Regions from separate parts of the Gossypium hirsutum genome. Here region 2 is linked to region 1. The links are chromatin contacts, called in public Hi-C maps. All regions are on one chromosome and are shown on one strand. Each heading gives the region's core, a stretch centred on a gene start, on an enhancer-like site or on the middle of the called end of the contact. The rest is flanking DNA. Distances are from core to core; before and after follow the strand shown.

Region 1 (2,700 bases), core at 45-2,544:
CAAATTGCTTGATTTTAATCCTAAAGCTAACATATTCCATTTGGATGGTTAACTTTTTTTTATTTACATTTCATTTTCTTGTTGAGTGGACATTTACGAGTATCATAATGATAAAACTAAAACGGAGACCCTAAAAAGGCAGAAAATTTTTTAAATCCACTTCAAAAAAAAATAATGAGAAAGAATTAAACAAAACCTAAAATGGTCAACAAGAAAAAAGACCAATGAGAGAAAATAAAAATAAGAACAAAGTTTCAAAAGAACTACCTCTTGATAATTCCACATAAAAACCCATTTTTTCAGTTTTTTTTTAGGGGGTTCTTTTGAAGTGGAAATCAATGAACAAAAGGAAGCAAAAACAAACAACAGTAACAACAAAAGAAGAAGAAGAGGAGGAGAAGGAGGAGGAGGGGAAGAGTCAATAAAGGTTATATAAATGAAACAAATTATTAATGGTAATTAAAAGCAAGAAAATGTTTTCCCATCAAATGACTAAGAAATCGAAAGATTTGGGTTCCATGTGAAATTATCAGGCGGGTCTTTTGAATTTTTTTGTTCTTTCTTTTAGTGTCTTATTGATTTTCCTTCTTGCCTACCATTTCCAAGCTCTGTGGATCTTTTGTAGTGTCTTACTAGTTTATAAATTGAAAAATTGGGTTTCATGTGAAATTATCAGTGGACTATTTAGATATTCTATTGGTATAAGTTGAGTATTCATGTGGAGATGAGCTCTTTCAATGAGGTGTTGTAGTGAACATTAAGAACAATGTTTAGTTTAAGTGTGGGAGAGAGTATGTTAAGTTGTTTAATTCTTTAGAATTTTTCAAACTTTTCAATTTTTTCTTGTTGCATGATGCTTTATTCATGATCATGATATTGAAATATTTTGGTTTATGCAAAGCATGATGTTATAAGTGTGGATATATGAATGGAGTAGTTGCATGGTTGATTGGTTAGTTCAATATGAGACGTTTTAGTTCTTATGTGTTAATGAGATGTAGATATCTTAATTTTGATTTGGAATTTTTGTATATGTTCATACCATGTGATAAATGGATGATGAGATTGCGGCAAAGTTATTGTCTGTAGAAGTGAATAATTCAATGTTTTTTTTGAAGAAAAATTTGCTGGATTTTATTATAATAAACCAACTCAAAAGTAAAACCAAAATGACATGGGTCATAAAAGACCAGTCCAAACTTATAAACAAAGAAAAGCCCACAAAAGCCAAAACCAAAAAACAAAAACAAACACCAAAAGAAAAAACAACCCAACAACCAAGATCCAGCAAACAGCAAAAAAAAGGGGAGCTCTAGAAACGTCTTCTCCAGCTGTACTCCAGTAATTAAAACCCCTTTTGAAAAAATAAACAAGAAACGTATGGGGAAACAAAAAGTCATCAGAAAACTTAATTACCCTCATATCAATCCCATCAAAACCTCTTCAATACCCCGATGTACATTGAAAGATCAAAACCCATTGGAACTCTCAGCAAAATCAAAATTGCAGAAAACTTTCTCCAACTTCTTCATCTCTTCTTCCCCAAACCTCACCCACGACCTCCATCCTCCTCCTGTCTTCAGCCATCGCCTCCACCGCACCAAGAGGTACCATATTTGTCAGGTAAGTAGATTCTCTTTTCTTGAGTCCTTCTTTTGCTAAACAATGGGCAACTCTGTTAGCCTCCCTGTTTGTGAAAAGAAAAACACAAAGATTAAATTGACAGCAGAGATACTGAGCATCTTTGATATACCCAGAAATTTTCGATCTATCCGTTTTCTCTTGCAGTTTCCTGATGATCGTTCGAGAATCACCTTCAACCTCAATCTCCCTCAACCCAAGTTGTAACCTCAGCTTCAGTACCTGAAGACACGCTACTGCTTCTGCAGAAAAAACAGACGGTATGTTCAAGTTCATCTCCGTTTTACAACAGATAATCTCTGCTTTACTATTACAAATCACTACCCCAGAGCACGACTCTTTGGTGTGGTTGTTGAAAGCTGTGTCAAAGTTCACTTTCAATCTGGATCCATCGGCGCAGACCATCTGTCAACACAGATCCGTCTTCCAGGTATAGCACTTTTTAGATCATCAAGTTCCTTTAAATATACTTGCACAAAACTTGCAATCTGACTGCCAGTTTAGTTTACCCCATCATGAATGAATTTGTTCCGAGCCATCCATAACACCTATAAAGCGCAGACAATCATTCTACACAAAGCCATGGGTCTAGTCTCAAAGGTATTTTCAACTAATCTGTAAATACTGAATTCTCATCCAATCTAGCCCATGCCATATGTAAATGTTCCCATATATCTTTTGCAGGAGGACATGCCCAGAAAATATGCTCCCTTGTTTCAGCTCCTGTTAGACACCTTCTACACATAAGGGAAGCCATCTTTCTGCGATAATGAAGATTACTAAAACTAGGCATATAGTTACAAAGTATTCTCCATATTGTAATTTTGATTTTAGGGTGTAGATTCATTTTCCATAATTTCTTGTAAATTTGCTTGTGGTCTGAATGTAATTGATCCCGACCTTCTTGTAAAAGAAGTCTGTGACCACTTCGGACCGAGAATTCTCCTGACGACTCACCCCTCCATACAAGAGTGTCTTCATGCTCAAACAAAGGAAGAGGAATACAGAGGATCCTTTTTGCAGTCTGTTCATCAAAGGTAAAACTGATCAGATCAGACT
Region 2 (2,700 bases), core at 13-2,512, 270 kb after region 1:
GGCGAGCAATTTGGTGGTTGTTGTGCTGTTCATATGAGAGTGCCTTTTTTTAGTTGTTTTGGCGAGCTATTTGTGTATCATTTACTTGGTATTTTGGACTCTTGTGTTAAGCTTGTTATTGGATAATTTTACTAATTGCATTGTAAAGTCATTTGGGTTGAGTGACTTGTAATAATTGGGTTCATTATTGGGGCTACAATTACTTCTTTGTATAATGGTAGATTGGGCTTTAACTAATACGTGATCCGGAAGATTGTTGAATAAGAACCATTCAGTAAGTGAAGCCCTGTAGAGTAGATTTGTGAATCTGGATTGCATTAACAAATTTGTATTTATTTCTCCCCTCCTCTTATTTAATTAATACTTGTGTTCTGTTCGAACTTGTGTTCAAATATTTGTTTGAGTAGCTATTGTTTGAACACATGTCTGACCATTTGTCTGAACATTGAATCAGACAGAGAGCAAACCGAGGTTCTTATAATGTTCAAAAACCAAGAGTATCACACTGCAAATCTTTGAGTGTGTGGAATAAGGTCACTAATGATGTTATGGGAGTCTAATATTTAAGAGTATCCTTACTTATTTTAGAAAAGAATATATAATTTACATTTTATGTATTAATAATATCTGTTTATATAACTGAATCAAATAACATTATTCCATTTAAAAATTTATTTATATTTATAGTCTTTTAATTTTTTAATAAAATGATATATAACCTAATTAACCTTTTTTTATTATTATTATCTAATTACATTATCAAGACGTTATTATATATGGTTTTGGTTTGGTATTTTCTCTTTTTCCTCAAAAGTCCCATTGCCCCAAGTTGTGCGGCCTACAAATTTTGCCCTGATCTTACCTACTTTGAATTGAATTTTTAAAAGCATAATAATCCATAGTTTACTACTCATACACCCGGCATCTAGGAGTTTTTATGGGGCAGGCCAGGACCACCATTGCCTTTTCTTAGCGTGAAGCATACAGCCTGACCAATAAACCATTGCCAACTGGTGGTGGTCAATTACCAGCCCCAAGAAACTTCTAACCAATGTGATTTGTATTATTCCTCTTGCTTTGACCATTGAAGCCCTCACACGCGAATCTATGACCGGTAAAACAAGAAAATAGTAGAACCAGCTGAATATAGATAAAACATTAGTTTTGGTTTTTTAGGGTTGTAAATACTATACGTGTAACAAAACATTTGTTCTTTTTAGTAAAATATTAGAATTGAAATTCTAAACTTTGTTGCATGCTACATTAATTAAACCCAAGTACACAAATTAGAACACATTTAAGAATACTCGGAATTCTCCTTTGCTTACAAATTGTCTAAATGTTTTAGTCTTCCAATCCATCGCAATTAAATATGTACAATGTAAGTCTCTTTTTCATATCATTGTGGCCTGACTAATCAGTTTTGTATACATCTCTGTATTTCTTAAGCAAACTCGGCAATTTTCAGCATCTTAGAATTTGAGCTAATCAATGGATGAAATAGAAATACCTCAATATTTCATCTGTCCAATATCACTGCAAATCATGAAGGACCCTGTTACAGCGGTTACAGGCATCACTTACGACAGGGAAAGCATAGAGCAATGGTTGAAGACTTCAAAGGACACGACCTGCCCCGTTACCAAGCAGGCTTTGCCATCGGATTCTGATTTAACACCCAACCACACGCTGTGGCGGCTGATTCAGGCATGGTCTGCAGCAAATGCAAGTAATGGCATGGATTTAGTTCCCACACCCAAAACTCCTGTCAGCAAGAGCCGTGTTGTTAAACTCATTCGTGACTTTGGGGTCCCTAGTTTGTATATGAACGCTTTGAAGAAAATGGAAGTCCTTGCCAAGGACAATGAGAGGAACCGGAAATGTCTGGAGGAAGCAGGTGTCCCGAAGGCTGTAATTTTGTTATTAATCACATGTCACAGACAAGGTAAAATTAGCTGTCTTGAACAAGCTTTGAGGATTCTGCATCTTATTTGGACACCATGTAGTGAAATCAAGGCTCTTGTAAATCAAAATTGCGATTTCATAGACTGTTTGACATGGATTCTTTTGTGTGAGACTGAGAATCCTGTTATTGTCAGGACTCATGTAATGGTAATCTTGAAAAGGGTGATTGAAGTCACTAATTCAAGGTTGTTGGAGAAGTTGAAACCCGAATTCTTCAAACAAATGTTACGGGTACTGAAATCCAAAACCTCTCAACAAGCTACCAAATCCGCCTTGCACATCTTGATCCAAACATGTCTTTGGGGAAGAAACAAATCCAAAATGATGGAAGCCAATGTGATTTTCGAGCTCATCGAATTTGAGCTGGAGAAACCCGAAAAGCATGTCACGGAACTGATCATCAATCTCTTGGCACATCTCTGTTCATGTGCCGATGGAAGAGCTCAATTTCTAGGCCACGCCGGGAGCATAGCCATGGTGGCTAAAAGGATCCTAAGAGTCTCTCCGGCGACAGATGATCGAGCTGTTCAAATACTTAAATCAATCTCCAAATATGCTGCAACAAATCATGTACTTGTAGAGATGTTGAAGGTTGGGGCAGTAACAAAGCTTTGCATGGTAATGCAAGCAGATTGTGCCGCATATGTCAAAGAGAAAGCCAGAGGAATCCTTAGATTACACTCCACCTTATGGAATGGTTCTCCCTGTATTGCTGTTTATCTGTTAACCAGGTAC

Evidence for each region. A called contact is a pair of places that touch in the nucleus more often than the background predicts.
Region 2: a contact with region 1 is called in a Hi-C map of seedling, with 1.8 times the contacts expected there. The contact joins the promoter of LOC107956506 here to the promoter of LOC107953154 in region 1. A contact is called at or near these places in 9 of 34 Hi-C or Micro-C datasets (callus, hypocotyl, leaf and 1 more).

Annotation. Positions count from the first base shown.
Region 1 is chrA07:21,268,952-21,271,651 of Gossypium_hirsutum_v2.1, forward strand. LOC107953154 reads left to right here and starts at 1,295. Exons shown (of 5, transcript XR_005930496.1): 1 at 1,295-1,623; 2 at 1,789-2,241; 3 at 2,326-2,678.
Region 2 is chrA07:21,535,267-21,537,966 of Gossypium_hirsutum_v2.1, forward strand. LOC107956506 (E3 ubiquitin-protein ligase PUB23) reads left to right here and starts at 1,263. Exons shown (of 1, transcript XM_016892142.2): 1 at 1,263-2,700. The coding sequence starts at 1,492.